Linked DNA regions of Mus musculus: regions 2 and 3 are each linked to region 1. The links are chromatin contacts, called in public ChIA-PET and Hi-C maps. All regions are on one chromosome and are shown on one strand. The core of a region is the stretch at or near the end of the contact, and the rest is flanking DNA. Distances in the headings are between cores, read along the strand shown.

What was found. Hi-C and Micro-C count contacts between places; a contact is called where the count stands out from the background. ChIA-PET counts read pairs in DNA pulled down with a chosen protein or histone mark.
Region 2: an RNA polymerase II ChIA-PET map of memory CD8 T cells shows a contact between it and region 1, with 108 read pairs. The contact joins two enhancer-like sites. A contact is called at or near these places in 2 of 484 Hi-C or Micro-C datasets (both in CD4 T cells), 3 of 115 datasets of contacts at active chromatin or transcription factors (effector CD8 T cells, heart atrium and memory CD8 T cells) and 1 of 9 other capture datasets (pancreatic islet).
Region 3: a contact with region 1 is called in a Hi-C map of rod photoreceptor, with 2.2 times the contacts expected there. The contact joins the promoter of Gjd2 here to the enhancer-like site in region 1. A contact is called at or near these places in 1 of 39 promoter capture datasets (liver), 3 of 484 Hi-C or Micro-C datasets (the N1E-115 cell line, nephron progenitors and rod photoreceptor) and 1 of 9 other capture datasets (pancreatic islet).

The regions. Positions count from the first base shown.
Region 1 is chr2:114,143,714-114,146,518 of GRCm38.p6, forward strand. It overlaps Aqr (aquarius), which reads right to left. Exons shown (of 35, transcript NM_009702.3): 14 at 1,915-2,017. Among named protein-coding and RNA genes, the nearest start is that of Mir7002, 5.5 kb to the right of the region's middle. Within about 2 kb of position 1,363, at least 45 of the 459 cell types and tissues checked have an H3K27ac peak or open chromatin away from gene starts, as enhancers often do. A contact at or near this core is called in effector CD8 T cells, memory CD8 T cells and rod photoreceptor, where this site is marked.
Region 2 is chr2:113,901,877-113,904,681 of GRCm38.p6, forward strand. No RefSeq gene overlaps it. Among named protein-coding and RNA genes, the nearest start is that of Gm30985, 8.6 kb to the left of the region's middle. Within about 2 kb of position 1,380, at least 46 of the 459 cell types and tissues checked have an H3K27ac peak or open chromatin away from gene starts, as enhancers often do. A contact at or near this core is called in effector CD8 T cells and memory CD8 T cells, where this site is marked.
Region 3 is chr2:114,012,185-114,014,989 of GRCm38.p6, forward strand. Gjd2 (gap junction protein, delta 2) reads right to left here and starts at 1,435. Exons shown (of 2, transcript NM_010290.2): 1 at 880-1,435. The coding sequence starts at 950. A530058N18Rik (RIKEN cDNA A530058N18 gene) reads left to right here and starts at 1,381. Exons shown (of 5, transcript NR_028423.1): 1 at 1,381-1,713.

The DNA.
Region 1 (2,805 bases), core at 113-2,612:
CATCTCACACAGAAACTGTGATTTCTAATTAACAAGGCCAGAATGGCGCACGGCTTTTCTATGGGAATCATCCCTGGGAAAGGTTTCTATTTCTTTTGTTCATAAAAACTTCGTATTGGTACCAACAGCCTGACTTGAAAGAGATTTTCTTGTCAGAAAAGAGCTCAGGGAATTTTTAGGAAGCGTTTGCAGTTACAGACAGTGACAAGTGACTTGTAGGAGGACAGGCAAAGACAGACATCTAAGGCACATGCTCAGAGCAAACATGCAAAGAAAAAAGTAGTTTCCATTCTGGAACTAATCTGAAGCGCTCCCCAAATGACACTCAGACACCTGTCACTGGGCCTTAAACACCTGTTACAAATGCTTTGTCTCTGCTCTCCACATTTAGCATATTACCATCATCTTCCTACAGGGAGGAATTATGCTCTCTGTCGGGTACAAGAACAAGCTTGGAAAGTAAAGCCCGGAACGGCATGCCTAATACGGTTCAATATGAAGAAAAATCAACAGACACATATGCCTATTTAGTTAGTTAGTTCTTATTTGTTTTGCTCAGCAATGAAAATGTCTGAAATAGATGAAAAGCTACTTAATCTTATAACAGAAAAACTAACACTTTAAATCCTTTTGTTTTGTTTTGTTTTGTTTTGCTGGAAAAGCAGGAAGACTGAGCAAAACCAAGGCTGGTGCGAAGGCAGTGCAGGCTCATCAGAGTGTTGGTTTTGGAGGTTAACCCAGCAGCCATAAGCACACATGGTGAAATAACCAGTTCCTGGTTCTGGTTAAATGTTCACATATGGGTGTACACGCACACACACGCGCGCGCGCGCACACACACACACACTCGTGCGCGTGCGTTATCTGTAAAGGTGAAAACTGTCAACACTTAAGGAGCCATAAGTTAGTGACATGGCTAAATATTTGACATAAATAGTCATCTGTTTCAGAAAATGTTGTATGAAAAGGAGGTGTCCCGACACAACGCAGTGGACTACATGTCCAAACAAGGTGAAATGAAGACAATACTAAAGAGTTTTTAAGAAGTTATGGAATTCCTTGAATTCTTTCGTCCTGCGGTGCTGGTATAGTAGTCACTATATTGTGTAAGTAAGCAGTCTCTACCACTGTGCTATGTCTACCTCCACATTAATAAAATGTACCTAGTTAACAGTCACGTAATTTAATAGGTCCAAGAAGTCTTCTGAGAGCTCCACAAGGTGCAGGTGAAGAGTCTCCGTGCTCCCTCCTGGCAACAGGAGAAGCCCACTGCATGAGAAGCCCATTCATTCCCTGATTTGAACGACTGTGCAGTGGTGCGCTATGTACAGGGTAAGCCAAGCCCCACCCCAAAACCCAGACAACAGCCACAGCAACAACAGTAAAAAGTCACCACACCCAACCACAACCACAACAAAAAGCTAGTTTAGAAAATAAAGACGACTGAAGAATTGCTTAGAATTCTTAAGCCACTTAGAAATCATTTACTGTATTTCTAAGTTACTGAATTTATAGTATCAAGGCTATGACCTGATACTGAATACAGAATTTTTGAATAACTGCCTTTAAAATAACACATGGCCACGGTTATTAACATGCACTGTGTCTAGCTGTGGTCTCTTTGAATCTCCAGAGCATGAGTGCAGGGTGACACAGAAGCTGCTCAGTGCCACAGCGACTTCCTGCCGTAACGGAGCTTAAAGGTTTGAGAGGTGTGAGAAAAGAAACCACAGACGTGAAAAACCAAGCCTGAGGCCTGGCCCCCCAAACCCCTAATTTAATTAGTTCCAAACACAAGAGGCAAAGTACTGAGCCCGAACTCTAGCAGTCAGTACTGTTTATATCACTGAGTGACTCAGAAATGTGGGAAAAGCCACAGGAGAAGTTATAAGACAGTTAAATATTAATGTTTACCAGCAATTCTAGAAGAAACTCTTTATCAAAAGTTGTGTCTTCATTTTTAGGGAGCGTTGGCAAGAGGCAGAGGTATGATGCCACCTGGTGGAGTGTGTTTGAACTGCAGAATGGAGAAGATTTATTCAGGTCATTCACCTTTCCTCTTGAACCCTGTTTTCCTATTGATTATCTTAAAAAGTGAAGATATCCCTACCGCACAGGCAGCAAAACAAACAAATGGACAAAACCCCAACAACAACAAAAATGAGAAACAGGAATTAGAATTTTTGAATTCTGCTAAAATATTTAAAGTATTTTCATGGTACCTGAATCCACTGACAGATAGCACGGACCTTCTACCACTGAAGCTACCACTGCAGACCCAGCCGAGGCCCAGCAGCTCCTGTAGCCCCTCCTCACTCCCACATGCAGACTATCCAAAGCCAGGTTCATTTAAGAACAACATTAACGAAACAGAAAATGTTTCTACTGAAAAAGTTACCAACACCAGACTCTCAAAGAAACATTTTTAAAAAGAATATAACATAATGTGAAATATGCATTTTGCATATAATTTGCTATGTGAAAGAATAAATTATGCTTCTTTTTTCCTTTTATTAGTAACATTTTTCTTTCACAACACAAATGTTTTGTCTTTCTCTAAAATCCCTCTTTTCTATTCTGAACACCAGAACTGCTAATCTATTTTCGACTTTTTTGTTTTTTTCCAGGCCAAAGAAACAGCTTTTGACATTGACTGTGTAATGCACTGACAACTCAATAGGAAAGCCACCCAAAGGCAGCACAGTGGGCACCAACGCAGCCTGCGCAGACTCTGAAGAGCCACGGCTTGTGGAAGTACAGAGTAAAACAAAAAGCAAATAAGCTACTAACTACTACTGTTCCCCA
Region 2 (2,805 bases), core at 130-2,629, 240 kb before region 1:
TCTGCTATGTAGTCCCAGGGACTGAAACTCAGGCTGTCAGGCTTAATAACAAATGCCTTTGCCCATCTTGCCAGTCCCCCCTAAAGTCATTTATTAATAAGCATGGCTCCATTCATACACATGGATCCTCTGTGACCTACACATCTTACTTTGGGATCCACTTCCTAGCGTTCCTACAATGGGGACAACATTTTTAAAAATTTATTTTAAATGTTATTTTAAGATGTATTTTAAAATTTATATATACTTGTGTCCCAGCTTTTCTGTATGGGTGTCACATGCATGTGGTACCAATGGAGTCCAGAAGAAGGCATCAGATCCTGTGGAGATGGAAATATAAGTGGCCGTGAGCTGTCTGAGGTATGTGCGCAGAACTGAACCTACAAGAGAAGCAAATGCTCTTAATGCCTGGGCCATTTTCTTGATTTCCCAATACATATTTTGAGGGGCCCTTTTAAATCATAGCACAGTCCTTCACAAAAAGTGTTTGCTATGCCCTTTAAAGTAATTGTTCATTAGGCAATCAAAGAGCTTACAGGGAAGATATCAGCTCATGAGAAAAAAAAAAAAAAAAAAAAAAAAAGGAAAGTCCTCTAGCAACAGATGTCTCTGAATGAGCAAAGCTTTGTCATCTCTCAGGATGGCACTCAGGGTCAGAAGTCCTTACATGTTTCCCAGAGCACATCTAAGCTCCTCCCCTCAACACTTGGCTAGAGACCAAGGCAGATTCCTGCAGCCAAGGCTACCAGTGTGTGCAATGGCTCCTGAGTAACCTGGCTAACCCTGGATGTGTTGGCTTACAGGGATAATTCTAATTCCAGTTGGTTGTTTCCAAATCTCCAGGAAGAGTAAGACATTCTTTGAGTTATCTTTAGGCCTAAAGTAGCTTTTCCCCATTTTTTTACATATCCATTAAGCCCTTTGCTCCACATACTTATGAGGTGCCAGACCCGGCAACATTGTCTTCTCAGTGCTAGACGTACACAATAAAAAACAACCACAGTCCCAATTTCTGAGGGAGCTCAAGGTTAGTGGTAGAGAAATGAGTAGTGGTTGAAAGATATTCCCAACCTAGGACACATATTTAATAAAGGCAGAAATAAGATGCCTGTGTTAGCTCAGAGAACATACAGGAGTTGCAGTACAAACAGTAGGAGACAGGATTTCACTAGGCACCAAGTCGCTTTATTGAGAAAACCCTAGAGTTTTGGAGAAAAGCAAGAGGGCACATCAAGACAGTACTGGCTTTTGTTTACCACAACCCTCAGGACCTTTCTCCCATGTTCCTTTGTGATGGCTGCCACAACAAAGGACCACAGACTAGGCAGCTCAGTGGGAATCTATTTTCTCACAGTTCTGGAAGCTAGATATCCAAGGTCAAGAGGTCAACAGGCTTGACTTCCTGTAAGGACTTCACAGCCTGCTGCTGATCCTCTTTGTACTTCTGTCACAGAGCCTTCCCTCTGTGTCTGTGTCAACACATCTTCTTACCACATTGGCCACATGAGATCAGGGTCTACCCTAAAGACTCAATCTAATGTGGCTACCAGTTTACAGATCTGATCTCTGGAGCTGAGGAGAGTGTAGCACACAGCAGGCCTGAGGGATATTTATGGATTTGTGAATATTTCTCTCTCTCTCTCTCTCTCTCTCTCTCTCTCTCTCTCTCTCTCTCTCTCTCTCTCTCACTCTTTACCTACCTAGCTATTCCTACATTTCTCCTATGAGCTTGGCTATAATAGCCTGTCTTCATGCTCTGCCTTTCCTACCCTGTGTAGGTATTTAGATGTGGTCTTCTTTCACAGCATCATCTCTGGAAGAAGCAAGGTGTGCTGTGCTTTCTTATGTGTTCTTCCATACCACAATGGAGAGCCAGATAACCCAGGTCAGGATTTAAGGAAAGCATCCTATATTAAAGGATACTTTCAAGGTAACTCATGACTCGAATATAAAATGAGCATTTTTCAAAGATTTTATTTAGCTCATTAATAAACAGGTAAGATTCTACAGTTACCACAAAGAAGAATGCAACAGAGAAATATGCAGGTGCATCTTGAAAGCCAAATTAAACTGAACTTGCTTAACAAAGTTAACAAAGATGCAAAGTTGGTCAAGAGCCACACAAAGTGCTTCCTTGCATTCCACCAATTGCAAATTGCATTGCTATGATAAAAATAATTTGCATCACCACCAGGATTGTGGGGGAGGAAGGAGCTTTACCACAAACCCCAGGCTAGCTTTGAGTTGTGACTCTCCTGCCTCAGGCTCCCTTGCCAGGAGTGTACCACCCTGTTAGCTTTTATCATAAATTTTTCATATTTGGCACTAATTAGTAATTTCTAGTAAATGTGATGAGATAAAAACATGTTTTGATAACCAAACTGATGAGATAAACTAAAAAAGTTTTTTAGTAAGTTGAATATTGGCAGTGTTGAGAAACTAGCTTCTGCATTTAGGGGTGTGTGTGACATTCTAATACTGTGTAGCTTAGAACTGATCAAGGTTTCCTGACTTTCTCCTAGTCATTTTATTCCTGGGTCCCAGGGAAAGAGTGCTGTGGGTGCCCCCTTAAAGCTGTGCCCACCTCTTAAACTGGAATTATGTAAAAACATGAATGCACGTTTCTGTGTATTCCTGCTTGCAGAATGTTGTGCAAGAGGAGAGACTTCTTTTCTACCACACTGCTCTGAGCTCTGCAACAAAGAGTGGTAACTGTGATAGGAGAAAAGCTATGATGCAACCAGCATCCAAGAGGACATCCGTGAGGCTGAGGATGTTGTAAATACTTGTTGAGACCATGAGTTG
Region 3 (2,805 bases), core at 185-2,684, 130 kb before region 1:
AGCATATATTTCCTTTTGATATGTGTGTGTGTGTGTGTATATATCTATATATATATACACACACACATATACATATATATGTCCAGCTCAATGTAAAGAATGTCTAGAGACTCTAAACGCACCTTTACTCTGGCAAATGCATGCAGAATCCTTAACAGAGGATCTGTGTTTGAAGATCTACACCTGCGGTGAGTATTAATCTTTATGGGTGTATATCCTAGTCTCTACATGTAGAACTTAATCCTCTATAGAAACGGTGATGAGTACAAAATTCACATGTCTACAAACAAATAGGTAGCTGCAGGTAGCTATAAATATGAATAAATATCTACATACTACATATGTATATAAATATATACTTAAAGATATATTATTCACAAGAAGAAGCCAGCTATGTGTGTGGCTCTCTGGCACTAAGTTTTAACAGAGAACATGGTCTAGCTTAATAAATATCTGTTAAAGAATGGTGCATCTGCTGTGATGAGCAAATCCATCTCCCCACTTGCCCTTCTCTGTCCAAATGCAATTCTGCCTTCCTTGTAGATTCTATTTAGGGAACCAGATGGAGATTGGCGCTGACTCCGGAGAGTGGGGGGTACCAGGACTGAGTCCACAAGTCCTTTTCTGATGAGGGAAGTGTGAACCCCCTCCCCCCTGTGGTGCTTTATAGAGAAAGTATGGGGGAGCTGATCAGGAGTAACGAGGAGGGGGGCGTCACTGGGCGTCGGGTAATCCCTTAATGCAGGCAACACTGGCACTTGGACAGAGGTTGGGGAGGAGGTAGAGGACTGGCTGGGGATATGGGGGTCGTTAGAGACAGGAGAAGGTATTCCCAAGGGCCGCCCGACGGGCCGCTGACGGCTGGCTTGGTGCCCTTACCTCCCAATCATAGTGGAGTGCTGCTGCACCGCGGCTTCCAGCAGCCTCTCCAAGATGGTCCATTCCCCCATCGCTGTGCATCCGGAGGCAGCAGACAAAGACTGGGCAGTACCGGGCACGTTCTTGGTCCTGGCCCCTCCCCGGGCCTCACCTCCTGACAGGGAGCGAATTGCCCCCAATTAAAGAAGCAAACAAAAATTGTTTTTTAAAAAAATCCACGAGGCCCTCCCCCTTTATTGCACTTAAAAGAGGGGAGTGGGGGAAGCAATCTATGTGCGTCCCAACCAATGGAGCTGCTGGCGCGGTGCGGAAGAGCTGGACAGCACCTCGGTGCCGTCCGGGGGTCAGATGGACTCCCGCAGTCTCCCGGCGAGGGGCGGGGCTGGGTGGCAGCGTGCAGGTGGCCGAGCTCCTGCCCGCGGGAGACCGGTGCCTGCGCCGCGGTCCCCGCGATCTTGCGGTCTGAGGGAGGGTCCGCGCACGGACCCCGGCGCCTGTCACTGGAGCGGGCACCTGGCGCTCCCGCGCTGCGGCGCGCAGAGCTAGCTGCGGGGCTGGGGAATCCGCGGCCACCGCCTCTAATCCGCCCTTAAGTAGTCTCCGCCTGCGTCACGCCAGGTCGGCGGAGGGGAGCAGAGCGCGGCGTGCCGCTGTCGCCGAGCGTCGGAGCCCGAGGGGCCGCGGCCGCGCGCCGCGGGGGGAGGAGACGGTCTGGAGTCCCCCCGCTGCGCCGGAGATGGGGAGACGGAGAACTGCAGCGCCCCTTGGGGCTTCTGAGGCGCCCAGGTAACCTCACCTGGCCGCCAGTCTCCCGCAGGAGGAACAGACACATTGGTGAGTGATGAGGGACCCGAATAGATGGCTTAACTTGCCCCCGTCTGTCCCTTACCTTTAGCTTTGGGCCTTCTGAGACACCACTAAAATTCCTTTTCTAGATGGTGGTGCCAGTTGGGGGAAGGGAGTTTTTTAGCCCTTACCGGGAGAGGACAGCCGCCTGCGAGAGTGCTGCAGAGGGTCCCGACTTTCGCGTGTGGATCAGGTGCTGAGGTGCGGAATACCTAATGAGACTCCCTGCTGGCTGACGCCTAAATGCAGGTGTGAAGGTGTTCTGAGCAGGAAGGTCTGGGTACAAAGTATTTACCCACCAAACAGGTGCCTAGCAGCGAGCCAGGGGCCCTAATGCGTGCTCATTTCTCCCAGCACGGATAAGGAGGCCGTGATTTCATTTGTACATAACTGATGGGAGCAGAGGACGCTAGTCAGGTCAGCATGGTCCAGCCTGGATTTAAGAAGACCCAGTATTTATCTAGCAGAAACAGCAGCTCACAATCTCACCCCACCCCCACTCTCCTTATTCAGCATTTGCCTCCCCCTCCCACTCCCCAGCTCAAAGAACAGATTCTAGAATCGGTCTTAAAATTTACATTTTGATGTCAGTTCCATCTACTGCATCTACTTAATTGGTCCCAGGAAAATTGAGACGATCACACCAGGCTGCTAATTAACGTAGGGTCAATTTTAGGAGGCACCAAAGTTGGGAGTGTGTCATATAAATGTACCAAAAGCACAATGAGTAAGGTGTTGTCATCCTTTCAAGAACATGACTGTGAAAGTGTTGCTAGCTGGTCTTAGGAATATAATGCAGCCTTAATTACCCACAGGGAGCATACACATAAGCTACACCAGGATGTGCTTTTGATTCTAGAACGACTGAGTTGGTTGGGTATCTATCTCTCGTGGCCCTGAGGAAGGGCCAGGAAGAAAGGTGCAGAGTAGGGTCCAGGGTCCCTACACATACTCTTCTGCATGCATAATGCTTACAGACAGAACACAAGCTTGAGCCGCATAACACGCCTGTCCCAAGATTGTCTCTTGGGGTTGTCACTGCTAGCTCAAGGAAGCAGCTCTCCACTGACAGTAGTAAAG